Linked DNA regions of Mus musculus: region 1 is linked to region 2. The links are chromatin contacts, called in public HiChIP or PLAC-seq maps. All regions are on one chromosome and are shown on one strand. The core of a region is the stretch at or near the end of the contact, and the rest is flanking DNA. Distances in the headings are between cores, read along the strand shown.

What was found. HiChIP or PLAC-seq counts read pairs in DNA pulled down with a chosen protein or histone mark.
Region 1: a contact with region 2 is called in an HNF4G HiChIP or PLAC-seq map of pancreatic cancer cells. The contact joins two enhancer-like sites. A contact is called at or near these places in 1 of 484 Hi-C or Micro-C datasets (embryonic fibroblasts) and 1 of 115 datasets of contacts at active chromatin or transcription factors (pancreatic cancer cells).

The regions. Positions count from the first base shown.
Region 1 is chr8:33,137,238-33,140,773 of GRCm38.p6, forward strand. All of the region lies in intron 2 of Gm33281 (a long non-coding RNA gene), which reads right to left. Among named protein-coding and RNA genes, the nearest start is that of Gm33281, 10 kb to the right of the region's middle. Within about 2 kb of position 1,859, at least 26 of the 459 cell types and tissues checked have an H3K27ac peak or open chromatin away from gene starts, as enhancers often do. A contact at or near this core is called in pancreatic cancer cells, where this site is marked.
Region 2 is chr8:32,219,335-32,223,012 of GRCm38.p6, forward strand. It overlaps a transcript of Nrg1 not described here. Among named protein-coding and RNA genes, the nearest start is that of Gm22140, 35 kb to the left of the region's middle. Within about 2 kb of position 2,072, at least 33 of the 459 cell types and tissues checked have an H3K27ac peak or open chromatin away from gene starts, as enhancers often do. A contact at or near this core is called in pancreatic cancer cells, where this site is marked.

The DNA of each region.
Region 1 (3,536 bases), core at 609-3,108, 920 kb after region 2:
GGGATACCTCCCTACAAGTCATTATCTAAGGAAGTCCCCAAAGCCCTACCCACCCAGACTATACAAGATATTGGCCACCCGCCAAAGCTTGATGGTAAGAGTCGACTGCTTAAGAGACTGCACACTTGTAAAAAGACATAAAGAAATCAAACAGGAACTGAGCTGGAAGCTGGAAGCCTATTAGTTAGGCTTTCTAGTCCTATAAGGTGCTATTCAGGATGCTAATGGATCATAAAGACCAGCAGTGTCATGCATCTCTGAGTCCTGCAAGTTGCCAGTGACCTCCCAGACTACGTGTTCTCTCTGGAACATCAGTGGTATGACTGTTGTGGGGACAACCAGCGACTTTTATTTTTTTATTGAACTTGAAACATGCTCCACAAAAGGAAATGCATGCCTATTTCTGTAAACCTAACCAAGAACCCATGGTTGTGGAGGTCCTGGTCCCTGAGGGAAGCCACTACTAATATTTTGCCAAATAGTCATACTGTTAAACTGCCTTCTAACGACTCATGCTCATAACCATAAATTATTGGTATGTCCAGCCTTCATCAAAGAAGCTTCAGGAAGCAGCAGCTGATGGGAAAAATGGGAACTGGTTAATGTGTTGCCAATAACTGATGGTAGACTCATAAGTCCTGAGTGGCCCAGCCATATCATCCCCGCCATGGCCCATGGGATATTATAGAAGAGTATGAAAGGATACTATAAAGACCAGAGGATAGGGAGAGACACAGCAAAGATGTCTTCTGGATATGACCTAGCCACTACATTCCATACAGCTGTGATTATCTGTACAAGACCTGCACAAGATTGAGCCCTGCAATGTCTCCTCACAGATGCGGGAGGGGCCCACGACCTCCCCACCGTGGATCATTGGCAATTAAGGATTACTTGGGAAGAGGTGTCATTTTCTTCCATGTGTAGCCATTGATAAATTACCCTTGCTCCAATAAACAACCTGCCATCCGCACATAGATAGGAGACTCTAATTAAACTCAGCAAACCACACACAAAAAGAAAACATGAAAGTAGAAGATGTCTTGTTGAGAGGGGCTCCAATGGAAAAGGAGGAGGAGGAAGAGGAGGACCAGGAAGAGAGCAGGAAGGGGGGGATGAAAATGACTAAGATCCAGTACATAGATTCATGAAACTGTCAAACAATAAAAACTGTTTTAAAAGAAAAAATATTTTAAACTTACTTCGATTGATCTCTTAGCCTTAGGCCATTCACTGAAATTCACAAACCTCCATCTTGTATTCTGTAAAGCCAGAAAATATACAAAACTCCCCCATAACTTTGGGCTAATAGATAAGATATTAAAGACTAGTGAATGAAGGACAATACTTACACACCTGATAGGGACACATATTAGAACATAAAGCTGGCTTTTATTGATTGTTAAGGTCTGGGGTACTGAGATAGAGGTATGTTTTGTAAATATAGTATTGCAACTTCAAAAAGTATTTGGCCATTATTTTGATGATGCTGATGGGGAATTGAGACTTTAGACAGATTTTTTAAAATTACTGATGAAGTGAAGAAATATGGATTTTAATCCAGATTGTGCCATTCTAAGGCAATGCTTTAAACAATGTTCCTTGGATAATTCATTTTGCTGTCAGAGCTCTTAACTAGTCACTCTTCTAGAATATTTTTTTCCTTCTTCCTTGAGAACAAACACACTTCTCTGTGGCTCCTGATAAAATTCAATTCCTGACTCTGTGGGCAGCCATTCACTCCATTTCCGTTCCCGCTGGCATCTGTAAATTAGCCTCTGGTAATTATCTATGTAGAAAGCAGCAGGCAGTATACAGAACAATGTAACTGCTGGTCAGATTCCAGGGTGGGAACTTAGCATTCCTGAGTCATAAATCAACCAACCATGGCCCAACTTAAAGGCTGTGTTTGCTCAGGCTTGAAAAATAGGCTGAACATCCCCAGCTATCAGCAAATGCACTCCCTACACCTCAAGTAGCAAAAACTTCCTCTGTAGGAAAGAGGAGGTTGTCCACACCTTGTCCTCAGAGGCAATCGATTCTCATCCAACGAGGTGGTAAGTATAGTTTGGGGGCATCTGTCGTACCTGGAGGATGTCTTGTCTCCATTTCTAGCACATATTCACAGGCTGGAAATGTCATCCCTGGAGCAATTTTAAGTGATTCAGAAGCCAGGATTCAAATATGAGAGCAGAAGAATAGCTTCCTAAAGGGCTTCAAACCTTACACCAATCCTTCACTGCATTCTGCACTGAGAAGCAGCCCAGCCTCTTCTGTTTCTGTTGTCTTGCTGTATTGCATTCTCAAACCCAGAGAAAATGAAAGACACAAAACTAAAGTGATCCAAGAATCCTAGGCAAAGGTGCGGTGAAATGTAAACCCTAAAATGTGTATGATGTGGCCCTCCACATAAAAATCCTGACCCACAGCTTACCACACCGTAATTGGAAATCATGTTGTATTTAATTCCTGGAAGTTTCTAATAAGACTACACCTTTAAGGGAGAACACCAGAAGCACACAGACCACTGCAGCCATCCATGGCACCCACCCATAGCACCCATTTATCTCATTGAAGACAATGAGGCATAGAAATCCAGGAGCCAAAGGTTAGATGAGCCCAAAGAGAGGAAAGAAAATAGAACTCCTCTAAACAACTGCAGTCAATTCTACTGGCAGATGGAATTGGGCCTATTTCCATAGAGCACAAAGCTTTAAATACCAGCATTGAAATGGCTCAGTTCTCCCCGGGAGAGGTGTCTCATAATACCCCTGATTTATTGGGATATGGAAGGAAGAAAAAGGATCGGTGACAGTCACATTGGAAACTGTGTGACATTAGAGACACACTTCATTGATTTCACCACTGTCCCTGGGCCACTGTCTTGGTTTGAGTTTTGCTGTTGTAATAAGATATGCCAATAAAAACCAGCTTAAGGAAGAAGGGGTTTGGTTTAGCTCACAATTTCATTTTACTGTCCATCACTGTGGGGAAGTCACAGCAGCTGGAGCTTGAGACATCTGGTCACATCACATCTTTGGTAAGGAACAAAAAGAAATGATTGTATACATGCATGCTTAACACTCAGTCAGCTTTCTCTCCTCTTATACAACCCACAATGCCAAACCAGGATTGGTGACCCCCACTTTCACTTCCAGATATTCCCTCACCAATTAAGGCAATCCATTCAACCCCACAGGCCAACCTGGTCTAGATAATGGCTCATTGACACTTTCTTCCCAGGTGTCTTTTTTTTTTAATTAGGTATTTTCCTCGTTTACATTTCCAATGCTATCCCAAAAGTCCCCCATAGCCACCCCCGACCCCCTACCCACCCACTCCCCTTTTTTGGCCCTGGCGTTCCCCTGTACTGGGGCATATAAAGTTTGCGTGTCCAAAGGGCCTCTCTTTCCAGTGATGGCTGACTAGGCCATCTTTTGATACATATGCAGCTAGAGACAAGAGCTCCGGGGTACTGGTTAGTTCATAGTGTTGTTCCACATATAGGATTGCAGTTCCCTTTAGCTCCTTGGGTA
Region 2 (3,678 bases), core at 822-3,321:
AGAGTGTCCTTCAAACGGGGACTTTTCAAGCTGCAAAATTAGTGTCATGACAATGGGAACAAACACACCCCAAAGTGCCTGGATAGTGGATTTCAAGCTTAGCAACTATATATGGATTCCCTGGCAATCAGAAATAGCCCATCACGCACGATCTACGTGCATGGGTTGGAGGTAACCTGCCACAAGGCTAAGCTAAAGTTGTTGGGAACAGAGCTTTTCAAAAGCCAAGGTGCCTCCAAAGATAAGGCTCTGAATTTTTAGTCTGTAGTATCGGAAACAAACAGACAAGCATAAAAGCAAACTGAAGCAGATATGGTGAGACTTGCACACTAGCAGCCAAGAAGGCAGCTAACTCCAAAAGCCTACAGAGAACAAAGCACATCTCAGCTTTGTTCCCTGAGCTTAAGTGAGGGAGTCTACCACAGGCCACTAATAAAGAAACAACAGTGGATGCTCACAGTGAACTATTGGATGGAACACAGGGTCCCTAATGAAGGAGCTAGAGAAAGTACCCAAGGAGCTAAAGGGGTCTGCAACCCTGTAGGAGGAACAACAATAGGAACTAACTAGTACCCCCCCCTCCCCACCTCAGAGCTCATGTCTCTAGCTGCATATGTAGTAGAGGATGGCCTAATAAGCCATCAATGGTAGGAGAGGCCTTTTGTCTTGTAAAGATCATATGTCCCAGTACAGGGGAATGCCAGGACCAGGAAGCGGGTGAGGACATTCGATGGGACTCTGGAACAAGGTAAACTGTAGGACACAGATTTCCTGTGTCTTTCATTATTCTCCTTCAAGTGGACATTATAACCCAGGGAAGTTCAACTCTCTTTCCTTCCTGTCCCCCTCTTAATGGGTGTGTACATGGGGAGAGCATGTTTGGCTATGAGCACTTCACTTGCAATACTGACCAAGGACATCCTTTTGAGTGACTCTTACTGATGTCACAGTGCCAAGTGATAGTGTCCTTGTAGACTTATTAAGAGAACAAAGGGTTGTTGTGTGGAAGACAGCTGCCACAAGCTTTGCTGCCTTTGCTGGTTTTGGAAATGGGCAAGGCATAGTTCAAGTTGCAGAGCTGTTAAAATAACCTGTTTCCACTGTGTTTAAGGGAGAGGAGAGCTACAAAGACATAACGGTAAAGCTGAAGGGACTGGGATTGGAGAATGTCTAGATAATCAATATCTGGCAGGGGGAAGCGGATGAGATAGTGTCTAAGATGGAGCGTGTTCGGGAGGCAGCAATCGGGAAATTCAGCTATACAAAGGAGCAGAGTTTAGCAACAAGAAGCAGTTTGTGGGGATGCCAACTAAGGGGGGGTGGTGTCAAAAGTCTCACGAATCTTAAAAGTCACTGTCACCACAAGGAAGTTAGTACAGGAGCAGAATTTATTGGTAGTTATTAAAGTGGAAGTTAAGGAAATCTAAGTAGTAGCCATCTGGTTTCCTGTTTAGAAATGCCCAATGGAGGGGTGTAGGTGGGTGGGTGGGGACTTTAACCCTAACTTAAAAGTGGGGAAAACAAAGAAACCCTGAGGAAATAGCAGTGGGTGTGTGTGTGTCGGAAACGCAGGCACTGCTCTGCTGTTCTGAGAACAGTTTACAGAAGCAGCCTCATTCTGCGCTGTAGGTGGGGTTTGGTCAGCTGAGCAGCCCTGATAACCGTCTTTTGTGAAAAGTTCTGAGGCCGAGGCACATTTCCAGTGAGTTGCCAGAAGACAGGCATAGTTTGTGCTAATGGCTCCTCATTCTCACAGAGAGAACGGCAAGCAGAGCGAGGTAATAAGAATGCTACCACAGGCTGTCTCAGGGGCCATGTATGAGCCTTTGGCTACCTAAGAAGTCACTGGGTACTCAGTCACCTGAGTGGACTTTAGACGCACTTGTTCAAACATCCTTGTTTTCTCCTGTAAGAGAGTCAAAGCCCAGAGAGGGCGATGACAGGGGCTGTCTTCACACAGCAGGAAATGGGCGAGCTGGTTTGGGTCACGACTAGCCCAGTATTTGAAAGGAGTTGATGTTAAACTGCAGCTCACCAAGGCAGAGGCCTGTGGACCACAAAGCAAGAATGAGTCGTCAGCAGGTGGGAGGGGTGTGGCTGAGTGCATTCTTTTTGCTGACGAATGTGCACGTTCTGACTGTACACATTCCAGAAAATGCCCCAGGCCCCGGATTTTCAGAAACACCACCCTCTTCCCTTTTTGAGTTGGCTGCGAATGGTCTTTTTTGCTTGGAATCAAACACTGGTTATTTTCATACTGGGCAAACAGAGCCTGTTGGTTTTCCTCTCTTGGATAAAGAGTGTCTTCTCTAGCCACTCTTTCCATGGAGTGGTTTCCTTTTGCCATGGTTTATCAATGGGTTCCACGGGGTAAGTTGGATACACATGGGCAGGTTAAGATACATTGAGAGGAACGTGACACAGGCGCTGGGTAGTACTGCCACTTAGCTAACACTCCCTAAAGTATTATGACAACTGCCTGACCTCTTTAACTGGGAAATGAGAATCTAGTTTCTTAATCTCTTAATAATTGCCTCTTATTAAAAACCTGGTAGGGATTAGAATTTCAATTAAATTTAAATCCTAAGTGTGTATGAATGCTGTAGGAATGAGCCTGATAGGGCCCCAGTCTATGAACCACTGAGTTGGTTCTCAGATCAATTCCATCCTTTCAAGTAGCATTTTAAATTAGTTAATTAATGAGTTAATTAATATCTGGCCTTGGATAAACACCCCCCAAAGACCTAACAAGGTCCCCAAATTAGAAGTAATCTTTCTCCTCTCTTCACCCAAGCTGTGAAAAACTCCATTCTCCCCTCGTAGCTGATGTTAAAATGCAGAGCCAATGGAGCCCAAAGACCGACTGAAACTCAAATGGAAAGAGAAGGGCAAGGATTAGACTTCATCAGCAGTCATAACTCGTTAGCAGCACTAGCCGCCGCAACAGTTGTCAGTTTGCTGTAGCTCAGGTCAGTAGCAAGCCCTCGGACCCTTGTTTCAGGGACCGCCCCATAGGAAGAGCAGGAGACATCTGGCTGGTAACCCACTCTAAGATCTCCAACTCAAGGAGGGAACTCTGGCTAACTTTAGCATGCCAGTCTCCTTAGAGTCCATTTGAATGCAAACAAGCAGCAACACTCTTTCCTCTTCAACAGCCCTTCTGTGTAACCCCTAAACCCAGTGAGATTTTTACCCAGGTGAAAACTAGCCTGCTTTTTTTGCCCCGCTTCTGCTAGTTAAATGCATGGTTACCAGGAAACAGTGTGATATGTGTTATCTCCAGTGACTCCATTCCCAGCTCGTGATAATTATATGCACATCTTCAAAGAGCATGAAAGAGAATGCCAAAAGGGAAGCTTTCTGTTTTTTAAACTCCCTATGAGGAGGAGCAGAGGGCCATTTTATTAATATTTACTGAACCCAGCTACTTGGCGCAGGGACTTCAGCTATGTTATCCCACTCCACTTATACAGGAGTAACCAAGCAACATTCTCTGTGTTTTACAACTGCAAGGAAAGTTCTGGAAAGCAAAAATAATCAGCCGAATATCACGCAGACACCAGGACCAAAATGATAATCGAAGACTTCCTTCCACGTTTAAACATCCAATTTGGTTAACCTATCGCATGGTACGGGCCCAGAAAATTGTGTATGCATTGTAACATGGATTGAGGCTCA